Linked DNA regions of Gossypium arboreum: region 2 is linked to region 1. Evidence: chromatin contacts called from public Hi-C data. All regions are on one chromosome and are shown on one strand. The core of a region is the stretch at or near the end of the contact, and the rest is flanking DNA. Distances in the headings are between cores, read along the strand shown.

What was found. A called contact is a pair of places that touch in the nucleus more often than the background predicts.
Region 2: a contact with region 1 is called in a Hi-C map of leaf, with 4 times the contacts expected there. The contact joins the promoter of LOC108480942 here to the promoter of LOC108484584 in region 1. A contact is called at or near these places in 2 of 5 Hi-C or Micro-C datasets (both in leaf).

Annotation. Positions count from the first base shown.
Region 1 is chr7:66,117,396-66,121,694 of ASM2569848v2, forward strand. LOC108484584 reads right to left here and starts at 3,039. Exons shown (of 4, transcript XM_053030991.1): 1 at 2,958-3,039; 2 at 2,661-2,842; 3 at 1,483-1,572; 4 at 1,020-1,397. The coding sequence starts at 3,039. The coding sequence ends at 1,209.
Region 2 is chr7:66,364,382-66,368,464 of ASM2569848v2, forward strand. LOC108480942 reads left to right here and starts at 2,582. Exons shown (of 2, transcript XM_017784095.2): 1 at 2,582-2,917; 2 at 3,106-3,660. The coding sequence starts at 2,763. The coding sequence ends at 3,427.

The sequences.
Region 1 (4,299 bases), core at 1,789-4,288:
AGGAAAAGGACTTAAATGACCAACTTACCCTTAGTAGAATTTTTTAGTTAGATGATTATTGTTATTAAATTTTAATTAGATTATTACTAAATATAATTTAATAAAAATAATGATATAATTAAATAATATTTTAACATAATTATTATTAAATACAATTTAATAAAATAATATATAATTTAATAACATTCTTAATATAATTATTTTTAAAATATGAACTAATAAAGATCATAATATATAATATTAGAAAAATAATATATAACCTACTTTATTATTTTTAAAGCTGCAATGCATATTTAATGTGCTAAAATATAATTAGCAAAACAAATAATTTAATTATCTTTTAAACTAAGAAGTCAAGAATTATATTTTACATCCAAATATAATATTCATACATTTAACTCGCGAATTATCTCGTGGATTATCCAAACATAATATTTTACATCCAGTTACGAATTATCTTGCAAAAATGACTCGTAGCAATGATGACTTTTTACAATTGTTTGAACAACCTCCAAGAAGGGTTTTGTTTTAGGATTATGTGACTCCTATGTTATGTTTTCTCATAAATAAATAAAAAAAATACATTATACTAAATGATACAAACACCCCTGAGATCAATGATTATTACAAGTCAAAAAAATCTAAAAAGAGCAAACACACAGCCGAGAATCAATTAATCTTTGTTATGAGCTTCCACTGAATTACAATGATTTTAGCATCATTGACATTCATTTGAATGGATTTGATTACACCACTGTAGGGTAATATGTGAATGTTCAATCTGTTGATGAACAATCTATCAAAAAATCCAAGAGTAAGCGTTGTTACTCTGTGGTTTGGGATACTATTCCGATGTGACTTATTATACGTCAATGGTGTTCCATGATTACAAAATGATCAAAAAGCCAAACATAATATGATGTTTTTATGATTGAGTGAAACGTTGAATATCAATGACAGAGGAAAAATCCAAACCACAAAATAATGATCCTATTATCATGCAAAGAGCTGCTTCTATCTGAACCCAACAAAAAGGGCTACTCAAAATCAAACCCCTACATTCAACAAAATATTCAAACCTATTACATAAACCAAATACACAAATAGTAGACAATGAACAATTCTAACCATAACACCATATGGCATTTAATTTCTCAAAAGTGCTACACAAAACCAAACTTCACCTTTCTTTAAATTCATTGGTAACCTCAATAGTTTTTCAATATACACAATTCATCTTTTTCAAGCAGGTTAACCATTCTTAATATGAGCTTCTCTAACCATTTCATTTCAAACGCATATTTGCTTTCATCAACTCTAAAAATTTTGTTTTCCTTGACATGAAATGATAAACAAGAAAGTATAAGTAGTGACCTCAATCTTTCTTCACCATCAGCCTAAACTCCATAAAATTAAAAAGAAATGTTAGTTGGTTTGTTATTATCGATAAATGAATAAGAGCACTTAGAGAATTCTTCATACCAGATCTAGAATAAGGGTCTTTAGATTAAGATCATTATGTAGAAACTCCACAAGCCACGCCCCTTTCCGATAAGGATGGTAACTAAATACCTTTGGAAAAATGAAGTTAAAACTCTACATCAGACCTAAGGACTGCACAAACTAAAATAGAAGTAACTAAATGCCCTTGGTTAGATATTATGAAATTAAGAGTTAGTGGTAAAATAAAAGCAACTAAATACCCTTGTTTTAATATTCTGTTCTCTGCATTTTGGCTGCAGCCATTCTTAGAAGAAATTAACAGGACCGGTGGAAATTAAAAAAAAAAAAAAAATCAGATGCAATCAATGGTATAAATGAACACCCAAGGTTCCAACACCAGGAAACATGTATACTATGAAACATCAATTCTATAGACTCAATCAATGGTATATGTGAAACATATAGTAAAAAAATATTATACATATCAAACCTTAGAAAGATCAACAGAGTTTAGAATCAATAATTTACAGCGAACAAATTACTGTTTTAAGCACACAAAGCCCATTAAAGCATTAACAGCTTCAGCTAAAATTACATAATTCGACGCCATACCATACACTAAACTAAAACAAAGATCATGTGAATCCAAAATGATAGTAAGTTTAAGTTAGTAGACACCAAACGGAGTTTCTAAGCAAGCCAAAGGGCATTAAAACCAGAACCAAGACAATAAAATAAAATACCCAGTAAAAGAAGAAAACCCAAAAATGCAAAATAGAAACCCTTCCTAGAAATTAATTAGATAGTGAACGTATAGAAGGCGAAAGAGAGTTTTATCTGAAATCCCCATTTCATTTTCCTCTTAAAACCTGTACACATTTAGGGCATTTGAAATTTGGGTCCGAATTAAAACTTAATAGTTCTTGGATCCTGCGAGACGACCCGAAAAATGCTTCATTTCTTTTTTCAATGGATTAAGCTATCAAGAATTTCCAATTTTGTCAATATATTGAAGAGAAAAAGAGTTGAAGAAGAAGAGAAAATGCAGATGGGGTTCGGAGAAAATGGGATTAAAAAAATGTTTAAATTGATAAGTTGGGAATTTGTTGATATTACAGTGGAAGGAAGAAGCACGAAAAAGAAAGGAAAAGATTTCAGACGTGCGAAAGAAAGGATAATGGCGAGGGTAGAATTGAAAGCTTTAGCTAATTTCTTACCCACCCATTTCCTGAATCATCATTCTGTGGGGAGACCACCGAATGGTAAACAACATTTTTGCCCTGAATAAGCCCGTATGGAATAGGGCTATAATAGCTTATTACAGCCAACCAAATAAACCAATTACAGCCAACCAAATAATGGTTTAGTGATGGTTTAGTGATGTGCCTACTGAATTGAGCTGTAATGCGTTGGTATTACAGCCAACTAAACATGCTCATAGATTAATTCCATTGGTGTATGTTTGTCATTTGTCTTTGCCATTTTCTAGAATTGTTTCCTTCCATAACTAAAACCTGTAAGTAAAGCAATATACAGATTTAAAAAGTAGAAATAGTAACCGAAAAATACGTCATTCAAAACTATTTTAATGAACATTGTTTGTAAAGGAATTATGTTAAAAAATTAATAATGTATGGTTCAAATATTAGCGTAACAAAAGGTGATATGAAATTAGAGAAGAAAATAGGGTAGACGCTTTGTTTTTTTTTGTTTTTTTTTTTTTAACAATTCTTAACTTTTGGCTTCATCTTTTGCAAGTTAGGTATTTATAGCCATATGCTGTCGATATTATATTATTAATTGTAGACGTTAAAGTTAATATATTTTTATTTATCATATAAATAAATTTCAAAACAATTATTCATTATATGAATAATGCACAATATTTATAGTGGTATTTTTAATACTTTAAGAAGTCAAATGCTTTTAACATGGAAAATATACAATTTAGCACTTAAATTTATCATTCACCTAATTTTGCATCCACCAATAGGTAATTGTGATATAAGTTTTAATTTTAACTTTTAAGAAATGCACCCTTCAAAACTATTTTAATGACTGGAAAATGAATCAATAAATAATACTATTTATACAATATATTATGCTATGCCTACAATTAAGGGATTATCTATTCACAAATAAATATGGTAACTGATGAAATATATATATATATATTATAATGAAACATACCAGAATTAGATATAAAATTTGATTTTTTAAGAACTGTATTTCTAAATAATTAATTTAACCAAATTTTTTTTCCTATAATTATGTTCCGATTATAGTCCCAATATATGAAAACAATTTTTTATTGTATAAATATATACATAAATTAACGATTCCGGTTAATAGTTTCTTATATGAAAATATTTTTTATTCTGGTTTATAGATATAAATTAACGATTTTAGTCCCAACTTTGAACAACCAAATATTTTTTTCTACAATTACGTCCCGATTCTAGTCCCAATATATGAAAATAATTTTTGATTCTGGTTAATAGTTTCTTATATGCATATACAATATACAGGCATAAATATGGTCAAAAGAATTTATTGTATATATCAGCCTAATTTTATATATATATGCATATATATAGTCAGTGCTTTTATTTTAACAATAAATATATATACATATGCATAAATATATGTATAAAGTTTCTTACCATATTCTTTTATTCATTGAGTTAACTATTGCTTTTTAATGACATTTTTAAATATAATAAATAATTACTCATGACAAACATTTATAGTGACAAATGGCATGTTCTTAGATGTGCAACATAGGAATTGTTTCTTTTTATTATATCCTAAAATTGCTATAGTATATTTGATTAGATTCCCCCAAAGAAAATAAGC
Region 2 (4,083 bases), core at 1,332-3,831, 250 kb after region 1:
AACATATGTAAATCAATGCATAGGTATAAAATATCAAAGTGACACGATTGTTCGTTTTCATAAATACTAATGTATCATTAGAAGATAATATTTTATAAAATATCATGAACCCATAAATTTAACTTAATAAGAGCTAATGAGGCTTTGACATTATTGGTAAAAATTGAGGTGTTGGGTCATTGAGTACTACCATGCCCAATTGCCATGTGTGAGTCTTCATTCCACCATGTATGGGTTTTGTCCAATATATTCAAGTTGTTCGTTTGTTTATGCTTTGTGTTGGTTTGATTATGCTTTGTAGTTGTTTGGACCTATATTTATAATTAGATTAGTATACTTATGATTGTAGTCTTTAAAAAGTACTTACTTAATAAGAATAGCTAACTACAATTTCTTTTAGTTTTTAAAAAAAAACCTAACTACATCCCTTTTGAATAACAAATATTTACAACGACTTATAATTTACAAGAATTTAATATTGGTTAAAATATGTTCTATGTCCATGTATTTTTTGTACAATTGAAATTTAGTCTCTCAACTTTTAAATTTCAAAATTCATGTTCAATTGTTAACACCGATTAAAATTTTTCTATTAAATTCATTGGTATGACATTCTAAATAAAGAAAAAAAAAACTCACTTAGTAGTTATGTGATAGAAAAATGACATTATAATGAACCTGAATTTAATAAAAGAGTTTTAACAAATTTAATAATTGGGCTTGCATTTTGAATCCAAAGAATAAAGGGACGAAATTCTTTGAAATAAAAGTTGAAAAATTAAATTTTAAATATACAATAGGGTAAATTACACCATTAATCACTAAACTATGAGAAGTTCTCGTTTTGATCTTTTAGTTATAAAAAAAAAGTTATAATTTGGTCACTAAACTATTCAAAATTCATTAAAGTTACTGAACTATTCAAAAGTTTTTTTTATTTAAGTCATTGGGCTGTTAAGTTTTTTTAGAAAAAAATAGTTCCGACAATGAGCTTCAAGCAACGATTCAATGATCGATATGATGGATTAGTACCCATCAACAAGTAGAAGAGCATACCTTAGATCTAAGTCGACTTGACAGTTAGTGTTGGAGCTCGGAGAAAATTTTGTTTGAATTTTGGTTCATAGATCCATGACGTCCAAAGCTGTTTTATGAAAAAAAAAATTGAACTGTAGAGGAGAAGGGGAAAGCGAGCTTTCGATTGGTGCAAACAGTGTGAACAATGAAAATTATATAGCACCGATTTTAACAGCCTAATGATTTTAATAAAAACTTTTGAATAATTCAGTGACCAAATTGTAAATTTTTTAATTAAATTATCAAATAAAAATTTTATCCATAATTTAGTGAATAATACTGTAATTTAGTTAGAATAAATGTGTAAAGAATGTTTTAACCTTTAATATTAACCAAAAACATGAGGGGGAAGAAGGACAAGGTAACACATGTAAAAACAAAAGGAATGTTGGGCCATTCTTCCTTCACGTGGACGATGTACTACGACGAGAAGTCATGTGCTTCATTTTTGGGGATTTCAAAAGGATAAGGTTACCCTCCATCTTTCTCCACAATAAAACCATTTAACTCCTAGACACTGATTGAAGATATGGATATGGGTTTCGACTTTCAATTCATTAATAACTATACAAGGTATGTAATTTTCTTTTATATAGACAGGGTTCGTAATCTATATACTCAATCAAATTCGTCGGCATTAACAAACAATTCAAAAATCACTTATGAAAAAATATTTAGTACTCAATATTTTAGACTACATAAACTATAATAAAATAATTAGTATATCTATCAAATATTAATCCTAAATATTATTATAATAATTGATGTTTTCATATTTTTATATAAAATATTTAAATAAAACAGTTACAATTTTTTTGTTTAAAATAAATCAAACATCTAATAATTCAACAGAAATTAATAAATATTTGTACCTAAAATTTTCATTACTTCACTTATAGTCTAATTGATAAAAATAACTGAAAACACAATCAGCACGAGAATATTTTTATTTTATATATTTCATATAAAATTAATAAAAATTATATAATAAGATTTGAATAAAAACTAATATTTTTTAAAAAGCGAATTGATAGTCTAAATGATCGACGAGTAGTTGTTCGTCTAATTGATTCGTCGATCTAATCAATTTAATTGATTCAATTAAAAAATTACTAAAACTAAAAATAAACAAATTTGATTTAATGGATTCAACTAATCCTTATTAGTTCCCAAATCAATTAATTCAAAATCTCTTTTCGAATCGATATTCTGATCAATCTGATCAACCCATTGAATTCGACTCAAACAATATTATTGATTACATAATATTTAACTTTTAAAATTTACTATTTCAACAAAACACTTATTTAATTTTTACCTACACTTTCAATAAATATATTTTTACAAAATTATTTCCATTTACGTCACATATGTACCAATTAATAAAACATATATAATTTTTGTATTTTTAATCGTGCTAAATAACAGTAAAATATTAGGAAGATTAAGGCCAAACATGTCCAAAAGAAAATTTAATAAAATAATCCATCTCGAAAAATGTAGCCACGTGATATGAATAACAGTTCCTCAAGTAGCAAGTTTGAAGTAGGGAGCAGGTTATCTGCACTGCACCACGTTTCGAACAGCCCAACAAGAAAAATCACCCCAACCCATCAGATCCCAAACAGCGGTTCGGTTCCTCCCTTGGAATGGAACACTTCTAGATCTACTCCTTGGAACAAGTTATGAAAATGGCTATATCTCTTGTACTGAGTCGACTCATTCTCTTCCTCACTCTCACCTACTTTGCAGCCGTCTCATCATCTACTACGACCTCAACAACTCTAAAACGGCACTCTGGGTTTCTCTACTCTAGAACCCGAGAAAAATGCACTCCTCAGTAAGCCCTTTCTCTCTCTTAAAACCATAAAGAATATCAATATGCTTATCTGTTTCGGTATTTCTCACAGTTACCCAGAAACCAAACAGTTTTTAAGAAAGTGTTTTCTTTTAATATTGTCTCGGTGAGTTATGGCACCGAGTTGAGTTGGGGGGATGCGAAATGTTGAGAGCTTTACTTATCCGCAGGTTCTGGAGCAGCAGGAGAGAGGCGTGGCCAAGGATGGTCCCACAGGGATCAACGGTATCGAACGTGTTCGGGTCGAGAGCGAGTGAGCGGTACAGATCGGATATGACATTGTTGGAATCAAGGGCTGTGAATGAAGAAGGGAACGTGTTCAATGAGCTGCTGAAGCAGGCGAGTGCTGCATTGCTGAACTCGTATGCGAGGAAAGGGTTCCCTTACTCGGCATGGGAAGTGAAGACTCTGATGATTCAAGGGTTGGTCTCGGAACATGCCGCAGCACGCCTAACCAGACGCTTTTCCGTTGCCAATGATGCTTGTATTTAGTAGTATTCGGGTTGATACTAGCTTAAAAGGCGATAGGAGAAGCTAGTTTTGCTTGAAGCACTACGACTCTGTTCTTTTTATTTTTAGTTTGTCAATTTGGTAGATTATCGCAAATTAAATGTGAATTCGATGAAAGATATTTCTCATTGGTCCTTTTAGGTGCTCATGCATGTCGAGGTATTGAAGGATTATTGGGAACTTAATAATACTGGTGTACTGTGTTGATTCTTCCAGCTTCCCTTGACCCAAAATCAGCTTTATTCTTCATGTTTTTGCTTAAATCTCATGGTGCATATGGTTTCTTCTAATACATTTTTCTTCATTTCGTATTGCAATCAGTGAGGGGCCTGGCAGGGTCCTAGTAATCTCCTGGAGCCGGCATTGCTGTGCTCACTGGGACTGCGAGTAGAGAGAGTGGAAATGGCGAGAGCTATTGTTTGGTAGTAGCAGAAATGTTCAAGGGAAATTGGGGGGAGGGCTGATGACGGGATTTGGGCCATTAAGGCCCCCTTATTAGTGTCGAAAAATTAGATGATGGCTGGTCGTTTACTCTTGTAAAGCCCGTCATGATGTTAACAAACAGTGCAGGATTGGACCTGTTGACGTAAAAAAATGGTATAACCCTAAAAGCCAAATTATTTCTCATGCTTTCATGC